Regions from separate parts of the Mus musculus genome. Here all the other regions are linked to region 1. Evidence: chromatin contacts called from public Hi-C and HiChIP or PLAC-seq data. All regions are on one chromosome and are shown on one strand. Each heading gives the region's core, a stretch centred on a gene start, on an enhancer-like site or on the middle of the called end of the contact. The rest is flanking DNA. Distances are from core to core; before and after follow the strand shown. Region 1 has its middle 33 kb from the start of Gm31202. Region 2 overlaps 5930403N24Rik (RIKEN cDNA 5930403N24 gene). Region 3 has its middle 87 kb from the start of Gm26535.

Evidence for each region. A called contact is a pair of places that touch in the nucleus more often than the background predicts. HiChIP or PLAC-seq counts read pairs in DNA pulled down with a chosen protein or histone mark.
Region 2: a contact with region 1 is called in an H3K4me3 HiChIP or PLAC-seq map of embryonic basal ganglia, with 2.8 times the contacts expected there. The contact joins two enhancer-like sites. A contact is called at or near these places in 7 of 39 promoter capture datasets (the C10 cell line, cranial neural crest, liver and 4 more), 1 of 15 datasets of contacts at CTCF or cohesin (CD8 T cells), 10 of 484 Hi-C or Micro-C datasets (B cells, cerebral cortex, cortical neurons and 6 more), 8 of 115 datasets of contacts at active chromatin or transcription factors (bone marrow-derived macrophages, embryonic basal ganglia, embryonic forebrain and 5 more) and 2 of 9 other capture datasets (adipose tissue and embryonic stem cells).
Region 3: a contact with region 1 is called in a Hi-C map of liver, with 2.9 times the contacts expected there. The contact joins two enhancer-like sites. A contact is called at or near these places in 1 of 39 promoter capture datasets (the 3T3-L1 cell line), 8 of 484 Hi-C or Micro-C datasets (cranial neural crest, lens fibers, liver and 2 more) and 1 of 115 datasets of contacts at active chromatin or transcription factors (CD8 T cells).

The regions. Positions count from the first base shown.
Region 1 is chr10:37,394,981-37,399,557 of GRCm38.p6, forward strand. No RefSeq gene overlaps it. Among named protein-coding and RNA genes, the nearest start is that of Gm31202, 33 kb to the left of the region's middle. Within about 2 kb of position 2,456, at least 136 of the 459 cell types and tissues checked have an H3K27ac peak or open chromatin away from gene starts, as enhancers often do. A contact at or near this core is called in embryonic basal ganglia, liver and uterus, where this site is marked.
Region 2 is chr10:37,150,067-37,154,643 of GRCm38.p6, forward strand. It overlaps 5930403N24Rik (RIKEN cDNA 5930403N24 gene), which reads left to right. Exons shown (of 3, transcript NR_166104.1): 3 at 421-1,919. Among named protein-coding and RNA genes, the nearest start is that of 5930403N24Rik, 13 kb to the left of the region's middle. Within about 2 kb of position 2,300, at least 4 of the 459 cell types and tissues checked have an H3K27ac peak or open chromatin away from gene starts, as enhancers often do. A contact at or near this core is called in embryonic basal ganglia, where this site is marked.
Region 3 is chr10:37,230,245-37,234,821 of GRCm38.p6, forward strand. No RefSeq gene overlaps it. Among named protein-coding and RNA genes, the nearest start is that of Gm26535, 87 kb to the right of the region's middle. Within about 2 kb of position 2,152, at least 167 of the 459 cell types and tissues checked have an H3K27ac peak or open chromatin away from gene starts, as enhancers often do. A contact at or near this core is called in liver and uterus, where this site is marked.

The DNA of each region.
Region 1 (4,577 bases), core at 1,206-3,705:
TGAACAGAATATAGAAATGGAAGTTCACAAATGCATGGGGGTGAGAAGCAAATGAAGAATACAAATAGGAACAGATGTTTCCCAACAGTTATTCAAAATAGAACATCAGATCCTTAAAAATGCTGGGTACAGGATGGTAACCTCTCTTTGAGTAGTAATTTGGCAGTATTTAGTAAAATTGAATATTTGGAAACTATGATCCACCCACCCTTCTCCTGGTATGCACGAAGAGAGATGTGATGATCTACTACCCCCTCTCCTTGTATGCGCCCCAGAGAAAAATCTGTGATCCAACTACCCCATTTTGTATGTACTCCAGAAAAATGCTAGGCTCCAAGAGCCCCACTTCTGGTATGCACCCAGAGAACTTCTTCCCATCATTGAAAGACCTGTTTATTATCATGAGAAATTTGGTTTATTTTAAAAACATAAAAACATTTTACTAATATGTTTTTATTTTAATCCCAAGTGCGGAGATATGGGGCTGCTTTGGACCGGAGCAGCTGACTTTGCCATGTGCTTTACCAGAGGTGCGGTTTTGCCAGCTACAGTTAGCTTCTGCAGTTGTGTGATGTTTGAAATTCTGGGAACTTTTCAGAGGGTCTATAAATGCTAGGGCCTTGAGATGGGGTTGGGGGTGATTGTTGGTCATTCAGAGGATTTGGATACGGCTTCTTAGTAGTCACATTCAAAGAAGAAACAAAGAAGGAGAGAAATTAGTTTCAGGGATCTTTATCTCTTGATCCCCTCTCTCCTCCTTTCTCTCTTATCTAGTGATGGGGATGAACTGGCGGGTGGGTGAAATAAAGGGCAGGAAAAAGAAGAACCCACAAAGTAGTAAAGACCAATTACAGTTTATACTGCAGTTCTGCTTTTTATGCCAGGATTAGAGAGAACAATATGTGTTCATCAATAGAGGGATGTAAACCATGAGACCTAGGTTCATTCAAGCCATAGTCTTCCAGGAGGCCCTCAATAAAAATCAAATATATCTTCTACCATGCTTGGATTCTGAATTGAGGAATGAGAAAAAGAAAGTTGCTAGGCATTGGTAGACCACACCTTTAATCTCAGCACTCTGAGAGGCAAAGACAGGTGGATCTTTGTGAGTTCAAGGCCAGCCTGGACTACAACTCAAGTTCCAGAATAGCCAGGACTGTTGCACAGAGAAACCCTATGTCAAAAACAAAACAAAACAAACAAACAAACAAAAACCTGCGACCACCACCACCAACCAAACAACCAATCCAAATCTCCAAAACAATGGACTGTCTAAATGTTACCTTCGTTACTGATGGCAGCACTCTGCAGGTGTTTTAGAGAGGAAAAGGGTTAAACTGGAAAATAGAAGGCAGCACATCAATGCTGTGCCCAGTATCCTGGTGGATTTCATACCTGAGCAGGGGGTAGTGGGTGTACTGTCACAGTCAGGGCCCCTGAGAAGGGACAGAGCAGAGTGTGCTTATCAAGAAGTCATACACTCTCTTAGAACCATAATGAAAGACACAGAGGAAAAAAGGCTCTTCAGAGGAAGGTAGTATCTGGTGTGAGATCAAAGTGTCATGTTAGTGAAAAAAATGAGAGAATACAATTTATAGTTTACTATCACATGCAAATCAAAAGCTACACACAGAGCACAATTGAATACTAGGAATTTTTTAAAAAAGATATACACTTAAGAGAATTCATAGGTGGTAGGTTTGAAAGAAAGAAATTACATGCATTGTAAGCTTAGTTGTGTCTATGGAGACGTAGTTTTATTTATTTGTTTAAATAAAAGAGACTTACGCAGATAAAGGGAAACAGGGTGATTTGAAGTGATGTCAGTGGACAACTCCTTTCCTTACTAAGAAAACACCAAGAATGTAGAAACTACAGCACAGCAGTGCTTTAATATATATGACCAGAAACATCAGACAACAAGAAAAAAGACCGCAACAATAGGGTCAAATTTCCAATATGGACAAGATATTTGGGGACTTTCTAATGCCTAGAATCTTTTGACATGGTTCGTTCTCTCTTTATAAAAATCAAAGTTTAACGCGTAGCTTTTGGTCGAGCTGGAGAAGCGAATGGAAATCACACTTATAACCTCGGTGTCCTTTGAACTTCGGGTTATACTTTTCTCTTCCAGGTCCACTTTTTATCTAGCTCTCCGCTCCCATTTCTCACTAGTGATTATGAGATGTTGTGTTAAGTCAGTTCCTTTCCCAGAACTAAAACAGGAAGACAACCGGCTTTTCTATCTGTGTGGAATAAATATCATAAAAGAAATCTAGCAAACTGCACCTCCTTTCGTGGAGCTGGGTTGGGGATCCAGCCAGGGCGGGGCGGGTTAGACATGGCTTAGGAAGGACATGGCTGAGCCCAAGGCTGTCGCGGGTCTGCTAAACTGCACAGAGTGCCACTTGCAAAGTCCCTCTCTGCCCCATGGCGACAGATGGTCTTTCTTCTGCCTGTGTGTGTGAAGGGGGTGGGGAGTGGTCATAACAATAAGCAGCAGTAGCCACTTGACAGCTTCTTGCTGCCAGGAATTTGCATGGGGGTGGGGGCGGGGCGCTTGCTGCCATCTGGAGAACTTCAGCTCACTGAGGAAGAACCGGTGTCTCCGCCTGTATGCGCCCTAGTGGGTGTTGGGATCTGGGATCTGGACTCCCGGGGAAAGCAGAGAGCAAGAAGCAAATCCCCAGTGAGGCTTCTGCTGCTCTGGGGAAGAGAGACTGGACCTGCACGCTGGGCTGGCTGGGCGGAGGTTATGCCCACAGGTCTGGCACTTCAGAATGATTCAGGTCAGCCACGGTGTCGCCTTTGGAACATGGGTTTGTTTACCCACCAGTAGTTGGTGGGGGACATGTGGACTGGAAAAGAGGAAACCCAAACCTGTACCCCTTTCCCATGACCTCCGGAGGAAAGTTCAGTGAGGCAAAAGGCTGACCATACACCCCAGGGACGCTTTTCTCAGACCACAGTGCTGTGCATTATAAACACATGTGCAACTCATTTAATTAAACACATAACAGCTGCTGAGATGTTTGTGCGTTTAAAAAGCAAAATGTATTTTCAGTGCATTTTAAAAAATAAGTTTTTTTATTCGAAATACCAATTGAAACCATGTGGTCTCCTTTTTACTAAAAAAATAAAAATTTCTCCAAAATATGTTCAGTGGATATTTAAGATTTACTGGGATAAAAAAGGCAGCTTTAACAAAATATTATTGTGTTGGGGAATGTATTCTATAGCTAAAAAGAATTAACATAAAAAAGAATTAATATTATCAGCCCATGGGTTGTAGTTAATAGATAATCCCAAAGCTTTATAAGCTCTCGAATCTTCCAGAATCTCCAGCACCAAAAACAAATAAAAAAAAAAATACAAAAACCAAAATAACAACAAAACAAACAAGCAAGCAAAATACAATAAAGTTCCACATGGGAGAATAAAAAGACATGATCGGATATGTGTTAATTATGGGCTAATGAAATAAATGAGAGTAAATCTCTGTTTTCTGTGCTGGGATTTTCAGGGTGGAAACCATAATATTTCTTTTATTACCCCAGCGGCTAACCCAATTCCACTACGAAGGAGGAGCCTGTTTTTCAGCCTGAGTAGTGACAATGAACACAGGTTAATACTGACAAACCTAACACTAAGCCCACAGAAGTACTTGCAAGTGGCATCTGGAATCTAAGAGGTAAACCATCATGGTGAGACCAGCAAGTTCTCAGTAGCTGCCACTTCTGGTCCTCATCCAGCTAACCTGAATGTATGTGTGCCCCAATCTCTGAAACAATAAATTCTCTGAGTTTAGGATACTAACAGGTGAGCTTTTGGGTCCCATAAAGATGGCAGACATGAGTCCAGAATTTTTAAGTATTCAATCAAGGCAGCTTTCTAACTCGCTGAAAGCTATGTCTACACAGTGTGCAAATGCTAAGGCACACGTGTTTATAGGTACACTGCATTATTTCAGAGAATGTGAACTCTTTGCTCTGTGGTGGCTCAAGTTTGAAATTTATACTTCTTTAAAAACTTTTTTTTGGGGGGGTCTATGAAGTCTTAGCTATCCTGGAACTTGTATGTTAACCAGGCTGACCTCAGACTCATAGAGATCTGCCTGTCTTGGAGTCTAGAAAGCGAAGATTAAAGGAATATGCCACCATAGCCCACAAATTGATACTTTTGAGCTGGGCCAGACTTAGTGGCACATCTTCAAATCCTAGTATTTTGGAGGCAGGCAGATCTCTGTGAGTTTTGAGTTTAAGGCCAGCCTGATTCACATAGTGAGCTATAAGCAAGTTAGGGTTACATAGAGAGACTTGTCTCAAACAAACAAACAAACAAATCTTTTAAATGCAATTGGCCTACATTTTTAGGTAGAGTTAATGACTTAATTTGGTATTGATGGGGCTTATAAAATAACTATGAACACCATTCTATCATAGTATTTCATGAACCATTCAAGTTTATGAGAATGAACAGACAGACAGAGGCACCTAGGGTGTGACATTTAAGACTCAATCTGGTACAAGAATGAATCAAACTGTAACTTTCCTCGAACCCCTTGAATTAGATGTTCT
Region 2 (4,577 bases), core at 1,050-3,549, 250 kb before region 1:
TAAAATTTAAAAATGGGGGGGGGGGGCGTGGTGGTGCATGCCTTTAATCCCAGCACTCAGGAGGAGGCAGGCAGATTTCTGAGTTCGAGGCCAGCCTGGTCTACAGTGTGAGTTCCAGGACAGCCAGGGCTATACAGAGAAACCCTGTCTCGGAAAAGAAAAGAAAAGAAAAGAAAAGAAAAGAAAAGAAAAGAAAAGAAAAGAAAAGAAAAGAAAAGAAAAGAAAAGAAAAGAAAAGAGCACAGAAATTTCTAAGGTGAACTGATGGTGGAAGGAAGCTTATTATTGAGGTTTGGATTAGATGGGCATGTATATGGTGGGATAATACAATCTGTAGCCAAGAGCCCAGCACATAAAATAAATCCCAAGAAGGACCATGTTTCCTTGCTGGCTTATAATCTAAAATATGAACATCAACAGGCACTCGAAGAGACATTGACGGCGAAAAGGAATTGAACTCAATGGGAAAGCACGGCACCATGAAGGAGCCACCATGCAAGGGCAGCAAGTGAATCCAGGGGAGGTCTGTCTCCAAGAAGACGAGCAAGGAAGGCCGAAATGCTCATTTGTAAAGGAAGTATTTGAAATGTCACCCTCCCCCTTTTTTTCTAAACTGTTTTCTTGGGAAGCCTTCTTATAGAAACTTAAGAAAAGATGACTGGGAATTTATATTGTTGATATGGGCACACCACGTCAAGGACCCCAATGCCTCAGACCTCTGCAAATGATAAAGCTTCCATGGGTCAGGTTTGGAGAAATGGCAAAGCCTTCCACTCTCCCGAGTACCAGTATTGACAACTGATTGCTCTTTAGTTAATGCCAGTGTAGAGTTAGCACCCACCAGAACCATGGCTTCCTCCTGCTGCATATTTACAACTTAAGACTGTTCCCCTATGAAGACTTCCCACTCAGACAAGCTAACCCCTCAGTGGTGGTTTGAATGAGAATGACCCCTGTACAATCATACAGTTGAATGCCCCCCCCCCCCACCCAGTTGGCGAATCTGTTTGGGAAGGATTAGGAGGTGTAGACTTGGAGGAGGTGTGTTACTGGAGGTGGTCTTTGAGGTTTAAGAAGCCCCCACCATTTCCAAGTAGAATCTCTCTCTGCCTAGTGCTTGTGAATCAGATATAAACTCTCAACTGCTTCTACAGTGCCTACCTGCCTGTTTTCATGTTTCCTGCCCTGATAGTCATGGACTCACCCTCTGAAACTGTAAGCAAATTCTCAATAAAATACCTTCTTCTATAAGTTGCCTTGGTCATGGTGTCTCCTCACAGCAATAGAGCAGTAACTAAGACACTCTTTTTCTTGTGCTATATAAAATAAACACTTGTTGTTTGGGGGTTGTATAGTAAGTGGCTTCCATCAAAGTGAGCACACCCCAGGTGATTCCAGCTTTTCTCTATGAGACTCTGTCATTTCTCGTGACATTTTCTTATGATATCTCATATTGCCCCAGCTAGCTTTCTGGGATGAAGCCATGCAGCTTATGGGCTGCTCTTGAGAGCACAGTTGTAGGAGAACCTGATGAATTCATGGAGTGTTATCTTTTTCATCCAGCAAGTCTACTGTTCTCATGAGAAAGGCGTTCTTCCTTGAACACCTCATCAGGGTCTTAGTCAGGGGAGTCAGCAGTGTGGTATTAATTGTAAACAACAGTTAGAGAAATTTGCATTTTTGAAAGTCCCATCCTTCTCACAGAAAATCCAGATGGGATGATGTGTTCTCTTCAGACCCCTCCCCCCTCGGGTTTTTTTTTTTTCCTGAGTGTTAATTAAAAATCTTGTTAACAACAATGTGTGAATAATGTGTTTACCGCTGAATTTCTTTGGGCAGTGGTTTGCTATGTATATGCAAATTTTATTTTTGCACGTTTGCTTTTCCTCCAATTTCGAATAAAATTGTTGAAAAGATAATTTATAATAATTACAATCCTCAGAGTTGTTATTATTCTCATCATCAAAGTCTTTGAAACCCATGAATGTAGCAGGGAGCAGAGCTATGGATGAAATAACAGTTTTGGAATCAAATAAACTATGCTTAGAGTCCAAGATTTGTGATTTTCTTACTTATAATATGAGGCTAGGTGACATCTTCCCTACATGCAGATGGGAGCGGTATTCTCTCTCAGAGCTTCGAGAGATTGATTTTAAGGATCTGTATATGGGAAATTCTCCTCTATGAAGTTTACATCATTAAAGGGCTGCAAATCAGACTCCAGCTGCAAGGTTGGAAGAGTTAGCATAGGAATACCAAGTCCCACCAGAACTGGAAGACTAGTGTGGCAAAAAGCTATCTTCCAGTAATTTCACAGCCTCTAAAACAATTTAAAAGTCATTTTACAAGATACATTCTGAAGCTTCACCAAGAAAGTCACTTTCTCTAGATGGCTCTTCTTCATTGCTCTGACCAAAAACCTGACTAAATGCAATTTTATGAAGGAAGTGTTTGTTTTGCTCATGGGTTTGTAAGTATAGCATCTTACAATGTAATCTTGAAATGATGGAACACATGGTGGAGTTCATGATGAAACTCCTTAGTGGACCAACAAATAAAACTCTCTGCTCACCTGGCTTTTTCTCTTTCCATTTTTATTCAGTTTGGACATACTAGACCACTGTATGGTGTCACATATACAGCTCATATACTAGCTAGTTTTGTCTCATCTTGACACAAACTAGAGTCAAGTTTGGGAAGAGGGAGCCTCAGTTGAGAACATTTCCCAGCCAGATTGACCCATGAACATGCCTGTGGTGCACTTTATTAATTAGGGGTCATCTTAGGCTTTCTATAGCTGTGACAGAACATTATGACCAAAAAGCAAGTAGGAGAGAAAGGGGCTTGTTTGGCTTACACTTCCATATTGCTATTCATTATTGAAGGAATTTGGAAAAGGAAGTCAAGCAGGACAGGATCTTGAAGGCAGGAGCTGATGCTGAAGCCTTGGAGGGGTTCCTCCTGGCTTGCTTTCCCTTTTTTGCTCAGCATGCTTTCTTATGGAAGTCAGCTGGGCCCTCCCCCATCATTCTGTGGTTGAGAAAATGCTTTACAGTTGAATCTCATGGAGGCAGTCCCTCAACTGAGGCTACTCTCTAATGACTCTAGCTTGCATCAAGTTGAAACAAAACCAGCTAGTAGAGTGATTGATATCGACAGCCCAGTCTATTGTGAATGGTACTGCCCCTGGACAGGTGGTCCTAGGTTGTATAAGAAAGCAGGTTGAGCAAGCCTTGGGGAGTATGCCTGTCAGCAGGACTCCTCCATGGCTTCTGTTTCATTCCTGCTTCCAGGTTCCTGTACTTAGCTCCTGCCCTGACCTCTTTCATGATGGACTCTAAGTTGAGAAGTGAAATAAACCTTTTCATCCCAAAGTTGTTTTTTTTTTTTTTTTTTTTTTTTTTTTTTTTTGGTCATGGTATTCATCACAGCAATTGAAACTAAGACAGGGTGGGTCTTCACCACTCTATAATGGGTTGGTCTGGTGCTGCTAAATACTGTATCCCAAGACCTGGGTGCTCTAAGACAAGCAGATCCTCATGTAAACCATCTTTGATTATGCAAACCTTGCCTCTCAATTTGTCCCTGATTAGTTAGTAAAGATGTCTACAGCCTATAGCTGGGCAGAAGAGAAGTAGGCAGGGCTTGGGACTCTGCAGCTTGGGGGTCTTGGGCAGAGACACAAAGAGGAGAAGGAAAAGGAAGAAGACGCCATGGTGTAGGTGGATCATGATCACATGGCCATGAGGGACAGGCTGTTAGAATAGAAGAGGCCCAATAGGAACACACCAAGTGATATCTTGGAGTTATATATAGGAAAATAGACAAAATAGCATAAAGGGTTGATAACCACCTGACTCTATGCTTTTAGGCTTATTATTAATCTAAAAGTTTTCTGTCTTTTATTTGGGAACTATATGATCGATGTGGGGTAAAATAATAACTCCCAGAATAATATTTACAACCACATCACACAGTTAAACCTCTCTGGAAACACACAGAAATGCTAGAAGTGATTTCTACTCCAGCCAAATTGACAACTAAGATTAATCATCATGCCAGCTGTGATGGCTGATCCTGGTGTCCATCATGCCAGCTGTGATGATTACTCCTGGTTGTCCACTTGACTACATCTGGAATGAACTACAATCCAGATGGAGGGCACACTTGTGACCCAGATTCTTGTCAGAAGTCACAGGCTTCTGACCCGGATCTTGACATGGGACGATACAAACTTTTGATCCAGATCTTGAGGCATAGTGAGCATGAAAAGCTTAGGTCCAGGCAAGGTAGAACATGTCTTTGATCTCAGGAGACAAGGCAAACTGATCTCTGATTTCAAGGCCAGTCTGGAACAGAGCAAGGTCCAAATCCAAGCATGGTGGTACACACCTTTAAAATGGGCCATACCTTCTGTTGGAGGCCTACATAAGGATAATGGAAGGAGGAAAGCTATCTCTCCTTTGCTTGTTTGCACTTACTTACAAGCACATCTGTTGGAGCCTACTTCTTCAGGATTCTAATTTATACAGAAAGCCAATGAAAACATCTAACCACATGGGTCTGAGCAACTACTA
Region 3 (4,577 bases), core at 902-3,401, 170 kb before region 1:
TTTGCTGCTTTGCCTCTAGAGACCTTCAAATATTCAAATATTAGGATTGATAATATGTGCCATTAGGCTTAGTAAATTGTCAGATATACGTGAAGAGGCCATTCAAAGTAAAATAATAAAATTACAAATGGAAAATTTTCATTTGCTCATCTTTCTCCCTCCTTTCTTAAGACAGGCAATCTCCTTTACAAAATACTCTCTTTATTACCACCCCCCTGAGATTAGCTCAGAAAACAAGTGGCTTTACTCTGGGTATAGAGCTGTGTGTGTCATATGTGTGAGTGTGTGTGAAGACTTCCTGTACTCTGTAACCTTCTGGTCCTACTTACTCTTTAGCCTTAGGCTTATTACCTCTCCCACCTTTTCCTGTTAGGAAGCACAAGGTAACTGTCTAAAACAGCTCAAAGGCTACTAAAGCCAGATAGTGATTTCACTCACCTAAAATCCTGGCCCTCAGGATGCTGAGCAGTAAGACTGAGAATTCACGTCTGGTCTGGATTGTGTATAGACAAGAATCAGAAGAGACCACTTGGCACAATTCTCAAAAACAATTGGAGAAGCTGGCTCCATCTGCACTTGGTAGGCATACATTATTTTATTAATTGCATGTTTGTGGAAGTGGCAAAAAGACACACTATGATTGTGGACATGTCTTTTTAATTTTTTAAAATTAAATTGTTTATTTATTTAGTGTGTGTGTGTGTGTGTGTGTGTCAGACTACAGCTTTGTGGAGTTTTTTTTTTTTTTTTTTTTTCCCCATTCATCTTTACACGGGATTGAACCCAAGGTAGTCAGCCTTGCAAAACAAGCCCCTTTATCTTTACCACTGAATCATCATCGTACCAGCCCTTCTTACCAGATTGTGGACATTTCTTAGACTTAGTCACAAAACTAGATTAGCAAAGTTTCCTAAATATCTTTCTAAGTAGTTATAAAAAATACCAGGCTCCCTCCCTTTGGGGGTTCCTTCTGAGGACCACTTGCTGAAGAAGAATGGGTGACAGAAGAGGTCAGTGTGTCTTGGGTGGTCTAGACTTTGTTCTGCAGTGAGTTAGTCTAGGCCGCATTCTAGCCAGTCATTTCCCCCATGTACCCAGATCGAACCAGTCTGACCCAACCCAGGCTCCCGCTCAGCTCTACAGAGTGCTCCACGCCTGGGGCAAAGTGAAGGCTTGGCAGCTATCAAAGTCTTCACAACTTAGAAGGAAACTAATAAGGGCGACCACACACCAAAGATGATTTTCTTTGTTTTGCTGTTTTTGTTTGTTTGCGTATTTGAGACAGAAACTCACTTTGTTTACACCCCAAGCACTGTGGTTACAAGTATGGACCAGCATACCTAGCTTGGATGGCATAGTTTAGACCTGTCAGAGCATGTCAAAAATAAAAATAATTAAAAAAAATGGAGTGACTTTGAGCTTATTGTACATATTAGTTTATTATAGTTTCAAAATTATTTAAAATTTTAAGAATTTTCTACAGTCAATGAAGGCCCTGTGCTAAGCAAACAGTTTTAAATTGCTGAATCCCTGTTACAGCATGTGGAAGAGAGCAACTTTGCTCTGAATACACTTTCGTAATAAAAATGTATTTAAGACTGAAGTTATTTCATCTTGTTTGACATTCATAATTAGTACATATTCAGTAATCTGTAGTTTTTAAATGCCTAGGTATGACTGGGGGAGGATGGGGGAGGGAGAACTGAGGAGGGGGGTTGTGGGCAGTCAGAGATTAGCATGGCAGGGTTGGCTCTTCCCTGCTGTAGAGCAAGGGCATCAGCAGTTTAGAAGGGGAAGTAGGCTTCAAACCAAACAGCTGACGCTGAAATCAGCTGGTGGCGGGCCTGGGCGGGGGAGGGGCGAGGGGGAGGAGGGGAGGGGGGAGCGCAGCCTGACTTCCTCTTCATTCTTGTTCTTTCTGCCTTTGTCCAGGGTTAGCAGCGCTTCGATTCCCTATTCTGTTACCCAGTTCCTGGGAAGACACCCTGCCCCCATCCCACCACCACCCCTTCCACTCTTCCTTCTGGGGCTTATCTGCTCTGGCCAGGCAGTTGCGTAGTGAAGATATGCAAACTGTGAAACACACAAAAGCACCTTAGAGACATCTAGAACATTTGCACTAAACACACGCAGGAGAATACAGCGCAACACATTACAGCCTCTTGGGCTCATTTTATTCTGCTGACTTGGAACCAACAGGGAAAACCCCTACCGTCCTTTGCAAGTCCTTTTGTTTTTTTAAACTTCCTCTCCAGACAGCAGAGCAAGGGTAACTAAAAAAAAATCCAATTCTTTACGATGTCTTTTAGTTATTTTGTTTAAATGTTTAACAACTTGTTCATGAAAAGTCTCACAAAAGTACAAGAAAGTCGGCTACATTGTTTAAATCTTATCTCACATTCCCTGCACGTCAGTCAAAATGGAATTACAGCACATTAAGATGGCTACTATCAAAACCATAAACAGAGCCAGAAGATTCCAAGTGTTGGAGAGGATGTGGAAAAAGCAAGATTTTGTTCACTGTCAAGGGATTGCCTATCAACAGTGGTGTGGTGGTTCTTCAAAGGCTAAAAAGGAGGTGGACATGGTAGGGCACGGTGAGACGTGCCTTTAATTCTAGCCCTGGAAAGGCAGAGGCAGAGTGATTACCAGTCCCACCTCTGACTTGAGTACATGCTCCCAATGAACTGGAAAATGGAAATTAAAACTATGCCATCCTTGAACTCACAGCAGACTTCTTCTCAGGCTCAACATGGGAATGTTCTGGAATTAAAGGCTTTAGAGATCATGCCTTTAAAGTCTGTGATTCACACTTCCAAAGAGATAGTAGTCTTAATGCAGGGAGTCCTGATATCTGCTGGGATGGTGATGGAAAGTTATAGTCATGATACTAAATGAGATCAGCTGGTCAGAGAAAGATCTCCTTACATGTGGATCCTAAAGCAGTCAAATGCATGAAGGCAGAGTGGAGTGGTGCTTGCTAGGGGCTGGAGGAGTTGTTCAATGGATCCGGATCCTCACATAAAAGGCCTAGGGCTGGGCATCTTGAGCTTGAGACCAACCTGGCTAAATAGGGAGACTGTCTCAAGACACAGTTGTTTAAGTAGAGAAGATGAAAATAGTTGAAATGGAATTTAAGGATGGAAGAATAGCAATGGAATAGTTCACACCAAATTTTGTGTTGTGCGTATTTTCCAATTAAAACTAATTTTAAAATGGCTAAGATGCCTTTGTGATAGCTCACTGGGTAAAGGTTCTTCCTGCCAAACCTGATGATGTAAACTCAAGGCCCAGGAGCCACATGAAAGGAGAGAATTAATTCCTGAAAATTGTTCTATTAGTCTATACATGTGCACACACTTACACATACACATTCTCTATCTCTCTCATACACACACACACACATACTCACACACATACACACATCATCATGAAAAGTTTTAAGGGGTAGTTTTTCCCACAAAAAAAAAAAATACATAAAGCCAAAAATAGAGCCTCAGGTTTCATAGCTTCATGTCATCACTTAATACAAAAGAACAGCAGGTACATTTATCGAAATTAGAATTTAATGTTGTGGACCACATGACCCCACACCACCCCATCCCCCACTCCCCCAGGCAAGGTTTGAAATAACACTTGTTGATGTTGAATGGTTCAAGGAGTACATGTGGTTGGACAACGTCACCTTGTTCTTTTCAAGACAGAGAGAGCCCGGAGAGCCTGGCAGACAAGCCAGGAGAGGTGATGCCACTGTTACCTAACCCGGTCAGCAGTGTGCTCTACTGTGCCCACTGGACCCTGTACTCTTCAGGGTCCTGCTTCCTCCTGGTCGAAGCTACTCCTGTAAATGGCTACCCACAAAACTGAGTTGCTGACTCTGAGAACAATCCCTTGCTATGTGAATTAACACCAAGCAGGCCTTCAGTGTGATATGGATCTTCTGACATTTAGGTTACCAGGCCAGTAGTAGCATGGGTTATTAGGAGAGAAAGCTATGATTATTAAGGAGGTTATTTGGCAATAGGAAAAGCAGTAAGCATGCTTTGATTTCAGCCTCCTCTCCCTAGGGCCCACACATTTAATGATATCTTTTTACGCTGCACTAGGACGTGGGGAGGAACGGGTATGATTATCTCTACTTTATAGAAGGTGAAACCGAAGCACCGGAAATCATTTGGCTTTGGGACAGTGACTCACTGGTCAGGTCAAAGCAGAAAACAGGCTTCCAGGCTCCTAGATCCAGGGCCTTCTGGCTGTAAATAGTTTGCTTCTCTTCTGCTGATCCTATTCCACAAAGCCAAGCCCTGGAGGTTCCAAGCAACAGGAAAGGCTTGTACTCCCATGACCGCTCTAAGCAGAGAAACCCCCTATTGTGGGGTGCCTGTCAGGGCTGAGAAACTAGTAACTTCAGTGTGACTTGGAGAATGTGAATTTTCCTGATTTCATTTGAATGGAGGGGTGGGGAGAGGGAGGAAGTGGGGGGGAAGACAATTAGAATTTCACTGCACTCCATTTTCTTGGCATGGAAGCCTCAACTAAGGGTAGGCTTGCTTCAGTGACTCTTCTGTACAGAGACC